Regions from separate parts of the Sus scrofa genome. Here all the other regions are linked to region 2. Evidence: chromatin contacts called from public HiChIP or PLAC-seq and promoter capture Hi-C data. All regions are on one chromosome and are shown on one strand. The core of a region is the stretch at or near the end of the contact, and the rest is flanking DNA. Distances in the headings are between cores, read along the strand shown.

The links. Promoter capture Hi-C pulls out the DNA fragments that hold promoters and counts their contacts. HiChIP or PLAC-seq counts read pairs in DNA pulled down with a chosen protein or histone mark.
Region 1: an H3K27ac HiChIP or PLAC-seq map of alveolar macrophages shows a contact between it and region 2. The contact joins the promoter of PNCK here to the promoter of HCFC1 in region 2. A contact is called at or near these places in 1 of 5 promoter capture datasets (fetal skeletal muscle) and 1 of 2 datasets of contacts at active chromatin or transcription factors (alveolar macrophages).
Region 3: an H3K27ac HiChIP or PLAC-seq map of alveolar macrophages shows a contact between it and region 2. The contact joins the promoter of GDI1 here to the promoter of HCFC1 in region 2. A contact is called at or near these places in 1 of 5 promoter capture datasets (liver) and 1 of 2 datasets of contacts at active chromatin or transcription factors (alveolar macrophages).
Region 4: a contact with region 2 is called in an H3K27ac HiChIP or PLAC-seq map of skeletal muscle, with 3 times the contacts expected there. The contact joins the promoter of FAM58A here to the promoter of HCFC1 in region 2. A contact is called at or near these places in 2 of 2 datasets of contacts at active chromatin or transcription factors (alveolar macrophages and skeletal muscle).
Region 5: an H3K27ac HiChIP or PLAC-seq map of alveolar macrophages shows a contact between it and region 2. The contact joins the promoter of G6PD here to the promoter of HCFC1 in region 2. A contact is called at or near these places in 2 of 5 promoter capture datasets (fetal skeletal muscle and liver) and 2 of 2 datasets of contacts at active chromatin or transcription factors (alveolar macrophages and skeletal muscle).
Region 6: a contact with region 2 is called in a promoter capture Hi-C map of liver, with 3 times the contacts expected there. The contact joins the promoter of SLC10A3 here to the promoter of HCFC1 in region 2. A contact is called at or near these places in 2 of 5 promoter capture datasets (fetal skeletal muscle and liver) and 2 of 2 datasets of contacts at active chromatin or transcription factors (alveolar macrophages and skeletal muscle).

Annotation. Positions count from the first base shown.
Region 1 is chrX:124,428,294-124,431,782 of Sscrofa11.1, reverse strand. It overlaps PNCK (pregnancy up-regulated nonubiquitous CaM kinase), which reads left to right and starts at 1,783. Exons shown (of 13, transcript NM_001195366.1): 1 at 1,783-1,843; 2 at 3,122-3,191; 3 at 3,376-3,489. The coding sequence starts at 3,124.
Region 2 is chrX:124,693,577-124,696,788 of Sscrofa11.1, reverse strand. HCFC1 (host cell factor 1) reads left to right here and starts at 1,943. Exons shown (of 27, transcript XM_003135485.5): 1 at 1,943-3,212. It overlaps TMEM187 (transmembrane protein 187), which reads right to left and starts at 1,739. Exons shown (of 4, transcript XM_003135487.4): 1 at 1,613-1,739.
Region 3 is chrX:124,958,569-124,962,192 of Sscrofa11.1, reverse strand. GDI1 (rab GDP dissociation inhibitor alpha) reads right to left here and starts at 1,358. Exons shown (of 11, transcript XM_003360522.4): 1 at 1,051-1,358. The coding sequence starts at 1,095. It overlaps ATP6AP1 (V-type proton ATPase subunit S1), which reads right to left. Exons shown (of 10, transcript XM_021080754.1): 8 at 3,179-3,226; 9 at 2,859-3,090; 10 at 1,849-2,681. The coding sequence ends at 2,472.
Region 4 is chrX:124,368,051-124,371,473 of Sscrofa11.1, reverse strand. It overlaps FAM58A (cyclin-related protein FAM58A), which reads left to right and starts at 1,402. Exons shown (of 5, transcript XM_003360487.4): 1 at 1,402-1,834. The coding sequence starts at 1,417.
Region 5 is chrX:125,039,270-125,042,838 of Sscrofa11.1, reverse strand. It overlaps G6PD (glucose-6-phosphate 1-dehydrogenase), which reads left to right and starts at 1,799. Exons shown (of 13, transcript XM_021080744.1): 1 at 1,799-2,263; 2 at 3,089-3,216. The coding sequence starts at 2,152. It also overlaps a transcript of IKBKG not described here.
Region 6 is chrX:125,012,313-125,015,566 of Sscrofa11.1, reverse strand. SLC10A3 (P3 protein) reads left to right here and starts at 1,575. Exons shown (of 2, transcript XM_021080745.1): 1 at 1,575-1,619.

The DNA of each region.
Region 1 (3,489 bases), core at 534-3,033, 260 kb after region 2:
TTTCTCCAGTATTTTCTAGAAGGTTGGCATTTTACATCTAGGTCCGTGAACCACTTTGAGGTAATTTTTCTGTAAGGGGTCCCCTGAAAGGATTTTGCAGAGGTCTTTCTCCGCTGCCACCGAACATGCACACACCACGCACTCACGTGTGTTTTCAAGCTGACCTCTGCAAGACTGCAACAGATGTTTAACCAGTCCTGATGGATGTCATTTCTGGTGTATTGTAAATACTGATTTAAAACAAAAACTGTGGAGTTCTCTTCGTGGCTCAGCAGTTACGGAACCCAACGAGGATCCCTGAGGATGCGGGTTTGATCCCGGGCCTCCCTCAGTGGGTTAAAGATCTGGTGTTGCCATGAGCTGTGCTGTAGGTCGCAGATGCGGTTCGGATCCACTGTTCCTGTGGCTGTGGTGTACGCTGCCAGCTATAGCTCTGATTCGACCCCTAGCCTGGGAGCCTTTCGTATGCCATGGGTGTGGCCCTAAAAAGCAAAAAAAAAAAAAAAAAAAAAAAAAAGAAAGAAAGAATCAAACACAAAAGAACCCCAAACTGTGATAGCACTTTCGGCGCTTCCACGTGTGATTCTGAGCCACAGGCTCACTTTGGAAGCGAGGGCTTGTCTTCTGTTATTACTCACGCAGGTGCTTCTCCACAGCACAGAGCACATTTCTTGCTGTGACCTGTGACCTCCGGCTGGTGGATTAGACATGAGGACGCATACTTATTCATTTATTTGCTTCTTAGGACCGCACCTACGGCGTACGGACGTTCCCAGGCTAGGGGCTGAACGGGAAGTGCCGGCCTACACCACAGCCACAGCAATGCTAGCTAGATCCGAGCAAGGCCAGGGATCGAATCCACATCCTCATGGATATCGGTTGCGTTCGTAACCCACTGAGCCACAACGGGCACTCCTGGACGTGTACTCATTAAACAAGCAAGTAAGATGGGACTTCGGTTTGCGTGCCAGCCCCCCCGTGAAGACAGATGCAGGGGAACACTGCTGGAGCCCGAGACTCCATGGAGCCCCTGTGACACTAGTCTGTGCGGATGTGCTCCTTTTCCTGGTGGGCCCCGGACCCCCGGGAGCAGTGTCAGAACCCAGATGAGACTGGGTGGGAGGAATCCTCTAATTGCTGGGTTGAATTCAGTCACCCAGCACTTCTTTCCTGAGTGATTCTCCTTGGCCGAGTCAGCAGAGACACCTTCTAGGAGGAAGAGAAGCCAACGAGAAGATGACGTTGCAGAGGCATGCTCTTAAGATGGGTGGGAGGGCGGGGAGGGGTGGCGGCAGCTGAAGCCTGTTTGAGGAGGTGACCTTTGAACTGAGACCTGCGGAGTGAGGGAGCAAGCCCAGCAGATAACTGAGTGAAGGGTATTCCAGGCAGAGGTAGAGGCCCTGGGGCAAGTGCACGTACGGAGTGATCGAGGGCCAGTTGAGAAGCCAGTGTGGGAGTTTCCTTGCCGCCCTGTGTGTTAAGGATCCAGCGTCGTCACTGCTGTGGCTTGAGTCACTGCTGAGGCATGGGTGCGATCCCTGGCCACGTGCCGTGAGCACCGCCGATAACTAACTAAATAAATAAGTAAATAAATACTCAGGGAAAAGTCTCATTTTTTTTTTTTTTTTAAAAAGGGAAGCCAGTGTGGCTGGAGCTGGCTAGAGCTGCTTGAGCAAGGGGGAGAGTGGGTGGAAAGGGGCGGGAGCAGTGAGTGGGAGCCCTTAGCCCCCGGGAGGACTCATGCTTGGGTGTGGAGTGACACTGTGGGAGGGTTTGGAGCCCAGAGGTGACGAGAGCTGAACACAAGGAGCGCTCTGGCTCCTCCGTGGGAAAGGAACTTCAGGTAGGGGAGGTTAGGGTGGGGTCGGAGGGCAGGGGAGCGGGGCAGGAGGCTGCAGCAGTGTGCTCATGGGGGCTCAGACGAGGCGGCAGAAGTGGCAGTGGCAGCGCTGGGGCGAGGGAAGGAGGCCGTTTCAGACCAGATGGCCTGGACAGCCTGTCCCCGGAGAGGACATTAGAGCAGAAACGCAAAGGCGCGCCGAGAGCCATGTCAACAAGTGGGTGAGGAGACCGCTGGAGGAGGACACCGGTGGTGCAAAGGCCCTGGGGTCGGCCCAGTCAGGCCACCCGAGTGCCGCAGCCCGCAGGAACCCGCATGAGTGACCAAGGAGGGAGGCGAGGCGCCGGGCGCCGGTCGATTGCCTTACAAGGCGCCCTGCAGCGCCGCGGCCGGCCGCGCTCGGCCACCGCGCGCTCGGCTGCCGGCGGGCGGCAGGGGCGCGCGCGGCGGGGGCGCGCGCGGCGGGGGCGGGGCCGCCAGGCGCGGGCGGGGGGCTCGGCGCGGTGGTCACGGCGCCAGGCGACGCTGCGGCTTCGCTTTGGCTCCAGGTCCGCACCCGGCGCTCCGGGGCGCGGGCGCGCGCGGGCGGGGGCGTGCGGGGTCCCGGGCCACGGCCGCCGCAGCCCCCGCGCACACCTGTCACGCCCGGCGCGCCCCCGGCCAGCACGCGCGCGGCCCATGCAGCTCGGGACGCGGGAGGCCCAGGCTGCGGAGTCCCTCCCGCCGCGAGGCGCCGAGGGCCCGGGTGCGCCTGGGCGGCCGCGTGGGTGGCCGTGGCAGGCGGCTGTGCGCGGGGTCTCGCAGGTGCATCTCGGGCGGGTTAGTGGGCTGGGGGGCGCGTGCCTGTGGGCGCTGGGCCGTGGGTGGCAGGTCTAGGCCTGGGGGCGGCGGAAGGGGGGGCGCCTCTGGGTGCTGTGGATGGGGCGGGCCTGGGGGGGCCGGGCGGTGGAGGGGGCATGGAGCCTTCTAGAAGGCGGCCCGTCTCGGCTGACTCGGTTGTGGGGGGCGTCGTGGGGGGGAGGGGGTCGCCGGATCGCAGCCGTGCCTCTGGGAAGGGGAGGCGTGTACGCGGCGGCCCCGCTGGGAGGCGTCCACCTGGGAGTGCGGGACCTGGACGGTGGGGGAGGGGCGAGCTCCCGGGCTGGGGGAGGGCTGTCCGGGACCTGTGTCCCTGAGGGGGGCTGTCGCTGAGGGGGGCGGAGGCACTGCGGGGTCTGGGCCGGGGGCCGGGGCTGCCCCTCGCCCAGGGAGCCTCCCTCCAGCTCTCCCCCCCCCCCCCAGACATGCTGCTGCTCAAGAAACAGACGGAGGACATCAGCAGCGTCTACGAGATCCGGGAGAAGCTCGGCTCGTGAGTGTGTGTGGGCGTGAATGTGAGTGCGTGTGTGAATGTGAGTGTGTGAATGGGGGGGACGGCGTGGGGCCTGGACGGCCTCCCCATCGCCTTCAGCTAGGGGGGGCCCCTCCCCCCCTCTGCTCTCCCTCCCCCTCTCCTCGCCTCTCCCCCTCCCTCCCTGCCTCCCCCTCCGTCGCAGGGGCGCTTTCTCAGAGGTGGTGCTGGCGCAGGAGCGGGGCTCTTCGCACCTTGTCGCCCTCAAGTGCATCCCCAAGAAGGCCCTTCGAGGCAAGGAGGCCCTGGTGGAGAACGA
Region 2 (3,212 bases), core at 694-3,193:
GCCAGACGCCTAAGGGCCACCTGCACGTAGTCCTGCGAGCGAGTCGCAGGCCACAGTCTGCCCTCCTTCCCCCCTGCGCCTGGCCTGCTTACAACCCCCAACTCGGCTGTCCTGTCCTCTGTGGCACTGGCATGGCCCTGCCCAGCGGAACACCTAGTGTCTCTGGGTCCTTCCCTGAACCCACCCGGGGCCTGACTTGCTGGCGTGAAGATCCTCCTGTCTGCCAGCCGCCATGGAGGAGAGCCAGGGACAGGAGCCAAACAGTGTCAGCCTGTCAGAGAAGGAGGTCCGGACAGGGCAGGGCAAGTGAGCCCTCTCCGGCCGCTGTGCAAACGGAAAGGGAAACCTGCTTTCCAGGTCCACCCAGAAGACCACGCTGGGGACCTTATGGCCCAGCTCCGCTGTACCCCTGAGCTGCCAGGAGCCTTGGGACCCAACACTCCACGTTCTTCCCAGCCTCCTTCAGCACAGGATGGCCAGCGGGCTCAAGAGCATTATCCCCGCGGGTGCTGGTTCTGGGGTCTTTGGGGGAAGTCCTGCAAAACATGACAACTCCTGGCTGAGCGTTAAGAAGTGCTCCTGCTTCCTGGGTCAGGAGCCACCATCACCTGTTGCAGTACTGGCTTCTTCGGCCGGGAGCATCTCTAATAAATGCTTGCTGTGCCCCGGACTCCCTGGACCACCCTTGCTGCCCTTCTGCAGATCAGGGGCCACCCGGATGTCCAAGGAGCCTAGAGCCAGCACCGTGACTCTTGAACTCTGAGAAGAGAGTCACTGCACGGGGGCGAGTTCCCTGGGAACCAGCAGCTCGGCTTCCTTATTTTACAGGGGAAGGACCTGGGGCCAGAGCGGTGCTGTGAATGGTCAGAGGCCACACAAACACAGGTGAGGGCTCTCGTCTTTAGCTGCGTCACAGGACTCTTTGGCCGTTCTCAAACAAATGCCTCCAGATGCATAAACTACGACAGAAAATTCCAACATAAATTTAATACGTCTAAAGACAGGTATTAAAACATTTTTGAAAATGTGTGATAATATATGTGCTTGCTTCTTCTTTTTTTTTTGGCCCCACCTGGGGCATGAGGACGTTCTCAAACCAGGGATGGAACTGGAGCAACAGCCATGACAACACCAAATCTTTAACCCACTGGGCCGCCAGGGAACTCCTGTGCTTCTTTATTAACAGGTTAAATGACAGGCTCTGCGGGAGGCTGAATAACTACGGTAATTTCAAAGCAGTTATTCAGCCTGCCAGTAGGTCTTGTAATTAATTTCAGGATCTCCATAGGAAAAGCCATCTGATCTAAAATGATCTCTCATCATTTCTTTTGGTGACATAGTCACCAGGCTAACGCTCTGGGCTTGGCTGCCTACACTTGGAATTGTAGGACAGGCCAACTTTCGGCTAGAGGTTGGTGGATGTCAAGATGAAATAAAGAGGACAGAATCTGGGAAGTTCACCTGCTGTCACTCCAAGACCCCGGACAGCAGCGCATTACAGCCTGCGTCTGGCAGTGACCATGAAGGTGCTGCGACGAGACGGTCTCCTGCAAGATTTGGAACGTGGGGGTGACGCCAGTACCCACCTCTGAAGGTTGTTATGAGAACTTACAGTATTGGCGCGAAAAGGCCAGCGAGCACCATCCGGGTATTTGGCCTCTCGGCTTTGCTGGGGGAAATTCAAATCTCGAAAAAGGGCGGACCCGAAAGGCGGCTGTGCGCTTGCGCGCGGGGCGGGGCGCAGGCTCTGGGAAGCGGGCGGGGCGGGCGGTGACGCGGGGTGACGCGAGGCGACGCGGAGCTCCCCTGCGCCCGCCCGCCCGGCTCAGGCGCCGCAGGCCGGGCTGCCCGCCCGACAGCCAGAGGAGCGGGGGGCCTGCCCGGCGCGCGGCGGCCCGGCTCGTCTCCTTGGGGCGCCGGCGGTTGCGGCGGCGCCCCCGCCTGGAGGCGGGGCGGCGGCCTGGGAGCCTGGGAGGGCTCCGCCCCCGGCGCCGCGCGCCCGGCCGCGTTCCCGCCCACTCCCGCCCCGCCCCCGGCTCCCCCCGGCGGCGGGCTTCGGGCCGCCGCTCTGAGGCAGCTGGGTGTGCGGAGCAGAAACACGTCCGCTCCCTCGACCCTAGGACTGACTCGAATGTGTCCCGCCAGCCGCCTTCAGCAGCCTCTGTTCCTGTCCCCACTGCTAGTTAAAGGCGACGCCTCTAGAGTGTGTCCCTTCAGCGACCCAGGGGGCAGTTCCCATGGGGGGCGGGGCCAACCCCGTCTGAGGCCTTCTCATCCGGGCATTCCCCAGATGCCGCAGCCGCCATCTTTGTTTTGTGCTGAAAGTCGCTATTGACGCCCGAGGACGGCCGGGCGAGGGGAAGTGGCAAGATGGCGGCTCCCAGGGCGGAGGCGTGGAGGGGCTCTCGGGGGGCCCCAGGGCTGGGCACGCCTGTGCCTGACCCCAGCGCGGCCTGATTCCAAGCCAAGCGCGCAGCAGCCCTGGTCCCTCGCCGCGAGGTTCCTTTAAGAGGCCTCGGCCGGATGGAGAAGCCCGCGAGGGCGGGGGAGAGGTGGTGGTGGGGAAAACAGTGACGTCGCCCGACTCCGCCCCCTCGCCCGACCGCCGCCGCCGCCATGTTTAGTTGTTACTTCTTCACACAAGATGGCGGCTCCCAGGGAGGAGGCATGAGCGCCCTGCCGTTACCGCTCCTCCTGCCGTACAGTTGCCACTTCGGGGCCTAACTCTACCTCTTTGGAGCGGCTCCTGTGGGAAGGAGTCATAAGGAGGGAAGCGAGGATCGGACGCTGCCTTGCGTTTGGTTTGCAGTGGAAGAACTGACCCAGGAGGAAGAGAATAGGGGGGAAGGGGGAGCTTGTCTCAAGATGGCGGCTCCCAGGGCGGCAGGCTCAGCCTGAGCCGCAGAGGCGGACTAAGGGGAGAGCTTCGAGACCTCACGAGCCGTACGGCGTGGGCCTCCGAGCAGCCGTCGAGAATTCGGGCTCGGTCCACTGGCCTCTGGCGCGACTCTATTCCTTAAGAGTGTCGAGGCTGTTTCGGGAGCGGCCGCTGCACTAAGCGCTGGGCGGGGAAGCGGGACGGTCTCAAGATGGCGGCTCCCACAATTGTGGTCTGAGCGCCGGCGGGGCTGGGACGACCGCGGCGCTTGTGGCTGCTTTCCACCCGCCCCGGAAGCCGGCCAGTGCAGGGGACTTGGGGGGTGTGGGAACCG
Region 3 (3,624 bases), core at 109-2,608, 270 kb before region 2:
GAAAATGAAGGGGGGGGCACTTCATTTGACCGTGGCTTCCTCTCATAACCTTGCTGGGCAAAAAGGTGAACAAGGAGGAGAGCATCCTACAGACATGCGCACGGTCTTCCAACCACCGAGACACCAAGGCAATCGTCTCTTTACGGAGAGCCCCACAGACAACGCAGGTAAACCACAACCAGCCACAGTGAAGACCTAACTGGACAGCAAAGGGGACCCAAAAGGGAAGCAAAAAAAGGCTTGGCGTGATCCCCAAGCCACAGGCCCCACCCCAGGCCGCTCTCTCCTCCAAGGGCAGCAGCCCCTGACCCGGAGCCTTCCCAGCCACAGGAGGGGCTTCTGCGCGGCCTGAGGGGGATGCGTCTCCCAGGGCAGCGGTCCAACGGGGTTTGGGGGGAGGGTAAACACCCTCACCACTCACTGTCACCAGCCCAAAGACAAAGGCTGCAAATACTACTCAGCCTGAGGTCTCCATGGGAAACCAGGGTGGGGTATCGGGAATGTGGTCACTGCCCCCTCTGCTGCTCTTTCTGGAACATTCCTTGGCTGCCCCAACCCCGTTAGAACCCTAGGAGTCGGGATGAGGGCCCACCCCGGCGAGCCCCCCCACCCCCCACCCCCGCACCGGAGGCCCTTGTACTACCACCTCCCCACCAGAATTAGCGCAAGATGGGAGGTGATGCTGGGCTGGCCATGGGTGGGGGCCGGGTGGGCGGGGTCAGGGAGCGACCGGAGCCATTGGGCCGAGTGGGGGTGCGTTTTCCAGCCCTGCAGGCCGGGATAGGGAGAACGGGAGGGGCCGGGGGTCATGGGCCCAGGGAGTCGGTGTGTGTGGGTGGGGGTGATCGGAAGAGGGGCTGCTTCTTGGAGATGGACCGTGGCAGTGGGCAGAGGCAAGGTCGCGGGGGAATGGGCACGGGGCTGTCTTTTCGGGGACGCGAACGCCGAGGGCGGCAGCCCCGCGACGGTTATGGAGGATGGGGCCGGGGGCTGCAGCATCCCGGGGAGGAGAGGGGATGCAGAGCCCGGCGCGTCGGAGGCCGCACTTACGGTGAGGCCGGTCCCCAGCACGATCACATCGTATTCCTCGTCCATGGTCAGGCCTCGGTGCCAGCGCCTGTCGGCTCCTCCTCCTGCTTCACCACAGCCGCCGCCGCCGCCGCCGCCGCCGCCGCCGCCGCTGCCGCCGCCACCGCCGCACTGGACCAAAGATGGCGGCGCTCCGGCCTCCGCCCGACCCCTCCGCCGCGTCAAAGAGTCCCGGCTCCTCCCCGCCCCCGCCGCGCCGACAGGGGCCACCCCCTCCCCGGGGCGCTTCCCGGGAGGGTTGCTGCAGCCCAGTGCCCAGCACCAGCGCGGCTCTGCAGGCGGCGCCGCTCGCCAAAGGCCTGGAGAAAAGCTCGGCGGGGCGGGGCGGAGCGGGCGGGGCAGCCCGGCGGCCGGTGCTGAGGCCCGCGAGGGATCCGTGCGCGGGAGCCGCGCGCGCCCCGCCCCCGGGAGGCTCGGCGCGGCCCCGCGCGCTGGGGGCGCGCCGCTGCGGCAGCCCGCGGCGGCCCACGAGGAACGCGGGGGCGGCCGTTGTCGCGACCGTCGCCCCCAGGCGCTGATCGCCCCCGCGCGGCACCCCCTCCCTCGCCCAGCCGGGAGGGGCTCAGCTTGCCGACGCCCCTCCCGACCTCCCCCGGCTCCCAGAAAGGCAGCCGGTAGGACCGAGGCGCGAGAGGCCTTCCCACCTCCTCCTCCTCCTCGGTCGGGCGGGGCTCCAGCTCCTGCCACCCCGCTCCTCCTGCAGCCCCAGCCAAGCGCATCCCTGGTGCCCAGCGCCGAAATGAGTGACAAGAGGCCCAAGCATGGCGACCCGTCTTTATTTTATTAGGAAGGAAACCACGAAGAAACCTGGCAGGAACACGCCAGAAACCCAGTGATCACACCCAGCCCACCTGCCAATGGAGGTCCCTTCCCTCTCAGGCCAAAGACACAAACCCCAGTGTACTGCTTGTTGCTAGCACAACATCACCACAAACAATGACTCCAGCCAAGCAGGACAGACAGTAAACTACTTCCACAGCCCCCAAACTCGGGGAACTTCCAGCTCCTGGCTGCTGCAGGGAGCCCCCCAGAGTCTGGGGAGGGAGCACTGGCTACACAAAAGCACTATAAACAGCAAGGGGCCAAGGTGGAGACGTGAGAATAAATAAGGAGAAAGAGGGAAGAGGAGGGGGCCTAGAACTCACGGCCCCATCCCTCGCAATGACCAAACCAACCCTGGGAGATTCACCTACTGTCTACGCAGAATATATACACCTTATTGGTACAGAGAGGGGGTGGGTGGCCCAGGGAAGACCCTCAGCAGGCTGAACATGGAGCCGACAGGCTCCGGGGAGCCGGGGACTCATGCTACGTAACGAAGAGGGGGAGCCCTTCTGTCCAGCATGCCCCAAGCGGGAGCTCGACACTCCCCAGGCGCAGGGTCACACGATCTGGGTCAGAGCGATGGTGGGGCCCTTGTGGTCATCAAAGCGGTCCATGGTCTTGAGGCCGAGGATCATGTGCAGACCGTAGGTGAAGATGAAGAGCATGAAGAGCGAGGTGAGCAGCCCCATCCAGATGCCCGGGGAGAAGAAGCCGGCGCAGTCACTGGCGTAGGAGAACCGCTCACCCGTCACGTTGAAGGCCTGGATCTGGGGGACAGAGCGGCCCCGCACAGGGAGGCCCAGTGAGGGCTGGGTTCCCGACTTAGCAGGCAGTCCACGTCTCCTCATGGGATGGGAGCACCCAGGGGACGGGACTCAGTGACGTTGCCCCCGCCCGAACCCAAACCCAAAGGACACAGGGGCCCGGTCCCTCCTGCTTCCTACCTGGAAGTCCTGGAAAGTCAGCTGCCAGAGAGAGGGCTGTGTGCTGGGCACGAGCAGGTCGCCGTTCTTGTTATGACTGTTGACGTACTCGCAGTGGAAGGAGTAGATGCTGGGCCCCGTGACCTGGGAGGCATTGAAGGAGGCGATGGAGCCGTTGCTGTGGATTTCCAGGCGCTCCAGGGTAAACCAGTGCCGAGCAGACACCTGGTAGAAGCGGTTGGCCAGAATGAACCTGGAAGAGGCCATGGAAGGGGGCGGTGTCAGGCAGCTGGAGAAGCCAGAGCCACACCAGCCCGCCCACACCTGCCTGCTGGACTTACTTGAATGTCACCATGGTACCAAAGAGCTGATCATAGGTCAGCGCCAGCCTGCAGGGTCAGAGGAAGAGGTGAGTCTTCAGGCTCTGGGAACAGGTGTCTAAGCTGCACCGGATCCCCACAGCCACCCGAGAGGCAGCACCCCCACTTGACAGATAGGAAAATAGAGGCCCCATCACACTCTAGGTCGGGAGCCAGCCAGCACGCTGGTGCTCCCCCTCCAGCTGAGGGCTCCTGCCTCTGGTTCCCGAGCCCACTGCCCCTCCTTTCAGCTCCTCCTTGGGGTTGCTGAGGCCGCTCGACGGGGAGGCAGCAGGTTCCCAGGTGACTATGAAGTGTTACCAACCAAGGGCCCGGCCGGAGCGAGGACTAGAAGGCACGAGGAGGCAGCACTCTAAGCAACCCCCTGCTGCAGGGCGCCCCCCCAGCACCCCCAATACCACCTGCAG
Region 4 (3,423 bases), core at 153-2,652, 320 kb after region 2:
CAGCCTCCTGGATTACTTCGGTGGCCCTAAATGCAATGACAAGTGAGACAGAAAACGAGAGCCGCAGACACGGAGGAGACGGCATGTGAGGATGGGCGCAGCAGAGACGGGAGGGGTGCAGCCGCAAGCCAAGGGACAGATGTCTGGGGCCACCAGAAGCTGGAAGAGGCAGGAAGTATCCTCCTGCAGAGACTTGGTGACACCTTGGTTTCAGAGGTCTGGCCTCTAGAATTGCGGCCAGTTCTACAGTTGTAAGCCACCCAGTTTGCCTGTCATTTGTTACGGAAGCACCAGGAAAGTGACCCAGCTGGTGTGGAGAGAGGACCACGGGGGGAGCTAAGTAAGGCGGGGGCTGGAGAAGGACCTCAAGGTTGGCCGGGTAGGTGGGTGGGCGGGGGGGGGGGGAGGCTTTTTCCTCTTAATGTTCCCAGCTCTTTCAAGTCACAGCAACCGTCTGAATGTATCAGAATGACCAGAGTGACTGTCTGTCACTAGCTTGGGAGGCCCTTTGGGTGCTGCACCCCTAATGCCTGGAAGCCACCAACGAAATGCAGGATGGCACTGGGAGTTGGATATTCAACACCATTCATTCGGCAAACGTTACTGAGCTCCCACAGTGCCAGGCTGGAAAAGTGAGTGGCAACCAGATCCCCAAGGGATGCGGGACCCTCACGCAAACAGCCCTAACGGCCTCATTCTGGGCACAGCATTCCCTTCCGGGCTCATCTGTGGGTCTGGGGAACTGGCAAACCTGGATTCGGGTTTTGACACTGACATTGAACCTCAGGCTTTCTTTTTTTTCTTTTCTTTTCTTTTCTTCCTTCCTTCCTTTCTTTCTTTTTTTTTTTTTTTTTTTTTTTGTCTTTTTAGGGCCGCACCTGCGGCATATGGAAATTCCCAGGCTAGGGTTCTAATCGGAGCTGTAGCCGGCCTACGCCAGAGCCACAGCCACCCCAGATCTGAGATGTGCCTGTGACCTACACCGACAGTTCACAGCAACGCCAGATCCTTAACCCACTGAGCGAGGCCAGGGATCCAACTCGCATCCTCAAGGATACTAGTCGGGTTCCTTACCGCTGAGCCACAATGGGAACTCCCCCACGCCCTCCGTTAGGAGCCACTGACACCTCCGGTAAGCGCCCCCCCTCCGCGGCTTGGCAGACACAGCCAGCTGCTCCCGTCCTAAACCACGCTGGGCCACCAGCCCGGGAGCGACACCTTAGTTGGACCATAGGGACTTGTAGCTCACGCGCCTGGCGGGGCCGGGGTGGGGGGGGTGCTTCCGTACCTCCTAGGCCCTAGGAGCGCGCCCCCGCTCCGCCCCCGAGGCGCACTTGCGCCGCTCCGGCAATCACTCAGCCGGGAGACAGACTTACCGCTACTGGGGGCGGAGCGTGCGCTTCCCGGAGGCGGGGCATGAGCTTCCCAGGGGCGGGGCGTCGGCTCCTGGGGCGCGGTGTACGGCTTCCGGGGGCGGGGCAGGCGCTCGCCAGCCTCCAGGCAGCCGCGGTCTCTACGCCTGCGCCTGCGCTTAAGTTTGCGCCTGCGCACTCGGCAGGCCCCGCCTCCGGCGCGCAACTGCGCGCGCTCAGCCGGGGGCGGGGCGGGGCAGCTGCTCCCTCCCGAGGACCCCCGGGAACCGGCCGCCGCCCGTCGGGAACGCTTCTCCTTCCGGTGCGGGGAGGGGGGGGGTCTCGGCCCGTGGGGCGGGGCCTCATGGAGGCCGTCGGCCTGGGGACCTGCGGAGGAGGGGACGCGGCGCGAGGCGCAGAGGGGCGGCCAGCACCGGAGGCGAGGGTGCACTTCCGAGTGACGCGGTTCATCATGGAGGCAGGTAACCGCGTCTGGGAAGAGGGCGGGCCCCATGCGGACCAGACGTAGAGGCCGGGCCGCAGTGCTGCGCTCTCACCTGGCGGGCCCCAGCCCGCCTTGGGAGCGCCGAGCGGGCGGGGAGGGGCTGGCCTCGCGAGGACTCGCTTCCCGGAAGAGGGGTCCCTCCAGACGCGGAGCTGGCGCTGCTGTGCAGAGGGAAGAACGCGGGCCTGCGCTGCCTTAGCGAACACTGGGAGGCCCGGCTTAGGGGTATCGGCCTCTGCCTTTCCGTCACGCCCTGTGTGTTAGGCTTCGAGCTGCGAGGCCAAGAGGGTCATTGTCATTTCCCGGACGGGCGCGTAGTCCCAAAGAGAGGATGTGGAAAGGGACTGGCTCCAGCTAAAAGGTGGCGGAGTCGGGGCGCCCGCATCTCGGTTGAGTGTACGGTGCCTTCTGCCACACCTGTCTCCCAGCCTCGGGGGCACTGGCACTTGGTCAAATGGAGTCTTTTGGATCATGCCGCTGGCGAGGCTCGTGACAAGCTTTGTTGAGGAGGTCTCATCACACCGAGAACCTAGGGCGAGGGTTTGCCAAGTAAAAAAAAAGAAAAAGACTTGTAGGGGCACGTGCAGCCATACTGCCTAATCTGACATTGAGATTGAGGGGGTCCCATGTAGGAATTAACTGTGAAACTGAAGTTTAAACCTTGAAATGCTCAAAGTTCTTGAGGTGTCTCTTTCCAAGGATTCTTTCATTTCTTTCTTTCTATTTTTTTTTTTTTTTGTCTTTTTGCTTTTTCTAGGGTCGCTCCTGCGGCATATGGAGGTTCCCAGGCTAGGGGTTGAATCGGAGCTGTAGCCGCTGCGTACACCAGAGCCACAGCAACGCAGGATCTGAGCCACGCCTGCGACCTATACCACAGCTCGTGGCAACGCCGAATCCTTAACCCACTGAGCAAGGCCAGGGATGGAACCCACAACCTCATGGTTCCTAGTCGGATTCGTTAACCACTGCGCCACGACGGGAACTTCTCCAAGGATTTCTTGATAAAATGTATTGTTTACGCCCTTGTCCTCTGTGTGAGGCCAAATGTGGGTCCTCCAAAGATTCCCCCATGCTCGTCCCCAGAACCCGTGACTGTTACCTCATGCGGCAAGATTTTGCAGATGGGATTAAGCCATCCTTAAAGAGAGGCAGCAGGAGTAGACAGGCAGAGGAGAAGGCCATGTGAGGAGGGAAGCGTGGTTAGAAGCTGCTGGCTTTGAAGCTGGAGGAGGGGGCCGCCAGCCAAGAAATGCAGGCACCTCTAGAAGCTGGAAAGGGCAGGGAGATGGATTCTCACATGGAACCTCCAGAAGGAACCAGCCCTGCTGACACCTTGAGCTTAGCCCCCTAAGACTCATTTCAGGCTTCTGACAGCCAGGATTGTGAGAGGAGAAAAATATGTGTTGTTTCAAGCCACTTAGTTTGGGGTAATTTGTTATAGCAGCTCTGGGGAGCTAGTACGCCTTTGAAGGTAGAGGGTGCGGGACATAATTTTACCGACTGTTGGCTGTCCACCTTCCTTCAGTCCGTCGCGTGCCCTTTACTCTTCTCTTGACCCTGGTCGTT
Region 5 (3,569 bases), core at 550-3,049, 350 kb before region 2:
GAGAAAAATGAAAACACAGGTCCACGTGAGACTGCTCTTAGCGGCCAAAGGGTGGAAATGACCTACATGTCCATCGACTGATGAATAAACACAATCTAGTACATTCCTACCCTACCATGTTAATAATATTGAGCAGGAGTGGCGCAGTGGTTAACGAATCCGACTAGGAACCATGAGGTTGCGGGTTCGATCCCTGCCCTTGCTCAGTGGGTTAACGATCCGGCGTTGCCCTGAGCTGTGGTGTAGGTTGCAGACACGGCTCAGATCCCACATTGCTGTGGCTCTGGTGTAGGCCGGCGGCTACAGCTCTGATTGGACCCCTAGCCTGGGAACCTCCATATGCCCGGGAGCGGTCCAAGAAATGGCAAAAAGACAAAAAAAAAAAAAAAAAAAAAAAAAAAAAAAAAAACACTGAGCAACACAGAGAAACAGCTCACAAGAAACCACATATTATGAGTCCATTTATGTGAACTATCCAGAATAGGCAAACATAGAGAGATGGAAAGACTAATAGATGCTTAGAACTGAAGTAGATAAGGTGATGGGTTGATGAAAATGTTCGAGAATGAATGGTGATGGTTGTGCAGGTGTGTGAATATACTGAAAAGCAGTGAATTGTTCACTTTCAATGGGTGAATTGTGTGGTATGTGAATTATATGTCAATAAAGCTATTTTTGAAAATAAGAGATTATGAGGGGTATAAATTAAGCAAAGGTAGCAACAGGTTGATAACTGTTGACGCTGGGAGGTGGGTACCTTGGGTTTATACTATCCTTTCTACTTTTGCACATCTTTGGTATTTTTCACAATAAAACGATCCGAGCCCCATCATCTCTCACCTGGATAACTGCAATAACCTCCTAGCAGATCACCTTGCTCCAACCCTTGCCCCCTACGTACAGTCTGTTCTACCCACCGCGCCAGAACAATCAGACCAAAAGGTAATTCCTACCACGTCTCTCCTCTATCCAGATCCCTACCATAGTTCCTCATGGCCCTCCGCCAAAAAGCCACAACCCGTACAACAAGATAGTAGGCCGTGCACTATCTGGTCCCCCATTGCTTCCTCTCTAACTATTCCCCCCTCGCTCACTCTATTCCAGGTATAGTGGCCTCCTTATGGCCCATTCATCCTCAAGTCACAGAACTGATATGAGGTCCGGCAGACATTAACCGTTGTGCAAAGTGAGCAAAATGAAGCGCATGAGGAAAGATGCTTAGCTGTCAAATTACCCTTGAGGCTTTTTTAAAGAACTTAACAACTTCAAATGTAGTCAAGTTCGATGAACAGAAAATGTCTCCGAAGTAGAATAGTCATCCACGAACTAGGGGTGTGGTCAGACTCCGCCGCGGCAGAGGAAGGAGAGGCGAAAACTGCCCCGCTCGTCGCCAGAGTAACCTGGGTCCTGAATTGGCCAGCCTCGGCGGGTGATCTAGAAGCGGGCGGCAGAACCGGGCCGGGGCCCAATAGGAGGGGAAAGCCTGGTCGTCCAGGGGGGGTCTCGGAGGTGGCGGAACGCCCACCAATAGTACCCTATCTTCGGAGAAGAGGACCACACCTGTCAGCAGAGTCGGTCCGACGTGAGAAGGGCGGGAGCGGCGGGTCCCGAGCGCTCCTCGGACCCCGGCGCTCGGAGAAAGTTCGGGTTCCGCGGTCGCCCTTCCCTTCTCGGGCTGCCAAATTCCCATTTCCTGCTTCCGGTGTCGTAGCTGTGGGATCCGGAAGTAAAACACTCACACTCCGCCCCCACCCCGCCCCCAGCAGGCCCGCGAGAGGCGCGAGGGAGACTTGTCCCCAGACGGAAGCCCGAGCGTACCAGGCTCGGCTGGCCCGTAGGACACTCTTCAATAATATGCGTCGCGACCCGCATTTCCCCTTGTCTCTCCGGCGGCGGCATCCAGCGAGCGGCAGGTCGGCTGCCCCGCCCCCACTAGGGGAGGAGCCACGACGAGGCTATCATGTGATAGGGCCAGTTTGATCGGAGTCGACGACCCGTCCAGTGAGGGGGCGAGGCTAAAGAGGGCCCCGCCTACAAGTGGGGTCGAGGGGCGTGACCACGCTGCCGGCGGAAGTGGAGCCCTTCTTGAGGGCGCAGGACAACCCCGGGCTGACGAGAAAGCCAGACTGTAGGGGCGGGGCCAGGCCAGGGATGGGAACGCGGGCGAGCTGTGGGGAGCTGCACACGGACTCGCGAAGCATCGGGGACACGGCGCAGCGGCGGCGAGGACAGCAGGGGGCCCGCAGCCCGGCGGCCGGCGCAGGTGCTCAAGGGGCGGAGCGGGTCAGGCCGGCAGGCCTCGCGCGGGAGCGGGGGGGGGGGGGTCCCACCGGCCCGAGATGCGCGCGCACCTGCCTCGCCCCGCCTCTCGGGGGAGGGGCACACGGAGGCCCCGCCCGCGCGCCTCGCCTGAGGCTGGTCAGCTCAGACCAGGTGCCCGCCCCCGCCAGTTAAATGGGCAGGCGGGGCGCAGCCCCAGGAAACTGCCGGGAACTCCGGGGCTGCGAGCGCGAAGGGCAGCAGCGGTGAAGCACAGGTAACTGAGTGGGCGAACGCTTTGATTTGCCACGCTTGGGAAGGGGGCAAAATCGAGAGGGTGTTAACTGATCTAACCGTCCCCTGCATACCCCCATTGGGCCCCTGAGGGGACCCCGAGAGGGGCGGGGATTGGCCGGGGTCTCCCAGCGGTGGTGGAGGAGGACTAGATCTACACTGTCAGCTGCTTGATCTAACTTGCTCCAGCTCATTGAGGAGCTTCCGCCTGAATCCTTGGTGAGATGGCCTTAGCAGGTGGTCCGATGTTCCAGCTTGGTGTTACTCCCCCAGAGCTGAGGCCCTCGTTGGAGTCCACTAATGCTTAGAGTAATGTTGTAATGTACACGCTGAAAGAAGGCTGTCTGGAGAGTATGACCAGAGCCAGCAGTTTCTCATCCCCCAACCATCCTGCTCGCAGCCATTCCCACCAAGTGGTTTCAGTAATCAGGCATCAGCTGGACGAGAGCCCAAAGGACTCCTCCAGAAAGGGGCCAGCCAGCTTCTCAGTGCTTTCCGGTTCTCCTGCCTCATCAATAAGTTTTTTTTCCTCCAGAGAGTACCATGGCAGAGCAGGTGGCTCTGAGCCGGACCCAAGTGTGCGGGATCCTGCGGGAAGAGCTGTACCAGGGCGATGCTTTCCATCAGTCGGATACACATATCTTTATCATCATGGGAGCATCGGTGAGTCTCCCCCAGGCCCCACATCTTAAATGCAGCAGACTTAGAGCAGGACATGGCTTAGGTCCCTTCCCTCTCCGTGCCTGGGCTCGCCCACCTGCTTGTTATAGGGCCTCTCCAGCTCTGCTTGGCTGGGCTCTCCCTCCTGCTCTTGCGCCACTATCACCCCAGCACCCCCTGGTGTAGGCGTATTGCAAGGCCTTGCTGAAGTCTGTGTGCAGCCATTGGCTGCAGCCTCATGCCCTGGAGCCCGGAGGTCCGCAGGGGCTGTGTGCTTGGACTTCCTCCTCCGTGGGGAAAAGTGAGAGGCAAACAGGGGAAGCTGTTCATTCTGGGAGTGTGTTTTCCAAACTCGC
Region 6 (3,254 bases), core at 326-2,825, 320 kb before region 2:
GGTGAGAAGCAGCCAGAAACTGAAGGGTTTGCTGGAAAAGCACATGGGAGCGCAGACATGGTCTAGGGTCAGATGACGGAGACTTGGTGGTTCGGACTTCCTAGATGGGGGGGGGGGGCTGGCACACTGCCAGGCAGCTCGGGCCATGGTAGGGGTGATGGGTTTACGAGTCCCTCCTCCAGGGGTTAAGTACTGCCAGAGCGCGAACAGAGCATCAAGAAATGACAGTATGTGAGGAGGGGGCAGAAGGGGGGGGCGGGACAGCCCAGGAGCAAAGGCCGTGCCACTGATACCGTGAGCCCAGAGGGCCAGGAAGCAGACGTGAGGAGGGCCCAGGTTATTGCCTGGGAGTCGGTGATCTGAGAAGCTGAAACCCATGACCCTGAACCAAAAGCTTTATGTATCTTCATTGGCTAATAGACTTTGTTTTTTAGGATCACAGCAAAGTTGAGCAGAAAGTACAGTTCCCAGGAGTTCCCATCGTGGAATCAGAGCTATAGCTGCTGGCCTACACCACAGCCACAGCAACACCGGATCCTTAACCCACTGAGGGAGGCCAGGGATCGAACCCACATCCTCATGGATACTAGTCAGATTTGTTTCCGCTGAGCCATGACGGGAACTCCTAAAATGCATTTAAATAAGTCAAAATTTAAAATATGTTTTTGGAGTTCCTTAGTGGCCTGTTGATTCGGCATTGTCATTGTGGTGTGGATTTGATCCTTGGCCCGGGATATCTGCATGCCTCAGGTGCAGCAAAAAAAATATGTGTGTGTGTGTGTGTATGAAATGTTTTTATTTACATTATGAATTATTATTTGAAAATTACATAAAATAAAGGTGCTCTGGGGTCTTTTTGGACATTCTCAACTTTGTGCTTTAGGCACCTCCTGGGTGTAAGTACTTGCAACTTTGGGCACCACTGGCCTCCATCACAGCCCAGACAAGAGGTTCTTCCAGAGCAGTGGGTGGCCACTGTCCCGCCGCCTGAGTGACTGCAGTTGCCCAGCAGCCTTTGGAAACATGCAAATCCCCTTCGATTCTACACTTGCTTACTCTCTTCTCGCAGCCATGTTCTACACCCTCACTGCCTTTGTGTCCTTCCTCACACCATCTGTTTACAGCCTTTTCCGTGAAGCCTCCAGACCTTCTTGGTGGCCCCAAATAGTTTTGACACAGCGTGGAATAGGCACTCGGTCAATGCTTCAACGAAGGAAGGTGGAACCAGGCCGAGCTTGGGTTCCGGAGTCCAGGTCGGATGGACCCAGCCCTCGGGCCACAGGGCTGGGTGCCCAGAGCAGGAATTGGGGCGAAACCCTGAACCCAGGCTCCTGCCACCAGCAACAGCCCCCGGGCATCCCAGCCCGGCTAACGGCTAAACCCATGCCCCACCGCCCCCAGAGGTCGCAGCGTGTTTGGGAATGACTGGGGTGCCCACCCAAAGCGAGTCGCCCCGGCGGCGACCACAGACGACTGAGACCCGAGGCTCGGCTGCCACATGAGACCACGCCCAGTTCCCACCAACCGCGCCCCGGAAGATGGCTGGGCCGGCGCGCGCACGCAACCCCGTCGCTTCCAGATACGTCACATCCGGTCGGGACCCGCCCCGGCTTCGGGAGGTGAGGGGGCCGCCGCGGGGTAGGCGGGGCGGGCGCGCGGGGCGGGGCTTCGTCGGGCTGGGGGCGGGGCCCCAGAGGGCCGAGCTCGCGGGCGTCCGCCGGCCCGGCAGGCGCCGGGGCCGAGCTTCGCGGCCGCGGAGGCAGGTGAGAGCCTCGGGCCGGGAAGGGCGGGCGGAAGGCGGATTCTGCTCCCGGCCGGGCTCCGTGTTCGCCCGCTCGGGCGGCCGGGCCCCGCGGGGAAGGGCCACCGCCGCGCGTCCGTGAGGCCTGGCGTGGCCGCGGGGCTTGGGAGTGGCTTGAGGGACCCCGGGACCGGCCGGGCGGGTCGCCGGCCTGCCGGCTTCGGGGCGGCAGCGTGCTCCTCCCTCGCTCCCTCCTCGGTTCTTGCCTGAGCCCTGATCGCGCCCGGAAAACTTCTGGACTCCCAGGTAGGGAGGAGCCCCGGCTGCGCACTGCCAGCTGCCCTGCCACCGAACACTCGGCCCGTGTAGAAAAAGCGGCCGGCCTGGGGTTCTCTCCCCTGCCTTGGGGTGCATCTCCTCAGACTCTCCAGCGCCTCAAGCAGAAACGTTGGGGATCTGGGCCAGACCCTTCACGCAGTGACTCAGTGACTCAAAACGGCCAGCCGTACTGGAAGGACAGGGTGGATGGCCCTTAGTCTCCTCTCCCTTCTGCACTTGTTCCCACCCGCCCGGCGCCTCAGCCCCGGGCGCCTTCGTCTTTTCCCGTGACTCCCTCCACTTTACTTCTCCTACTCCCTGTGGTTCTCGCGCCTCCCTCTGCGGCGGTGGGTCGCAAGGCTGGATCAAGGCCTCCAGGGTAAGTGACCCAGACTCCAAACCGGGCGAGGCCATGGCCTCCCAGGGTGGTAGACGGGGACTTCCTCAGGGATGAGCCTTTTGCTCGAGCGGCCCTCCACCACCTACTTCCCTGCTGCCCAGTCGCGGCTGAGGGGTGCGGCCGGGGCCCAGCCCGGGTAGGATCTAGAGCAGCAGGGGCCTCTCCCAAGACCAGGAGGGCACAGGGCATGAGTCAGTCAACACTTGTGATGAAAAATCACTGTGTCCTCATCCTGGTTGCCCCAGTTCCTGCAGGTGATGTGACAATAGGGTGCTGGCTGCCCACATTGCGAAGTGAAAGGAGACGAGGCTCCTCCTTGCCCCGAGGCACTAGAAACACTTGGGGTCTCACGGGGAGTTCCAGGCACGGGTAGGGGCACAAATGGGCGTGAGGAGGGGTCCCCGGACCCTGAGCAGAGGCTCTCAGATGTGGCACAGCGGCTCTGGGACTGCCCGGGGAGCGGGAGCTCTGGCAGAAGGAGGAAACTTCTCGGTGGACCTGTGGCCCTAGCCGATCGATCCCTTCCTGTTGCCCCTTCCAGCAGCTTCCCTGAGGAGAGGGGACTCGCGCCCTCGGGGAACCTCCCCATCTCCAGTCTCAGCAGGTGGCATAGGCCAGAGAGCCAAGTGTGGCAGCGCCATTCACGACCACGTGTCGCTGGTGGGCACCGTCCCACTGCCCACACCACCCCGCCTGCTGCTCTCTGCCTGGAAGATGACGCTCAGACGCCCTAACTCCCTCCCATCAGGCCTGTCTGTCAGCCCAGGGCAGTCTTGCTGAGATGTCACCCCGGTT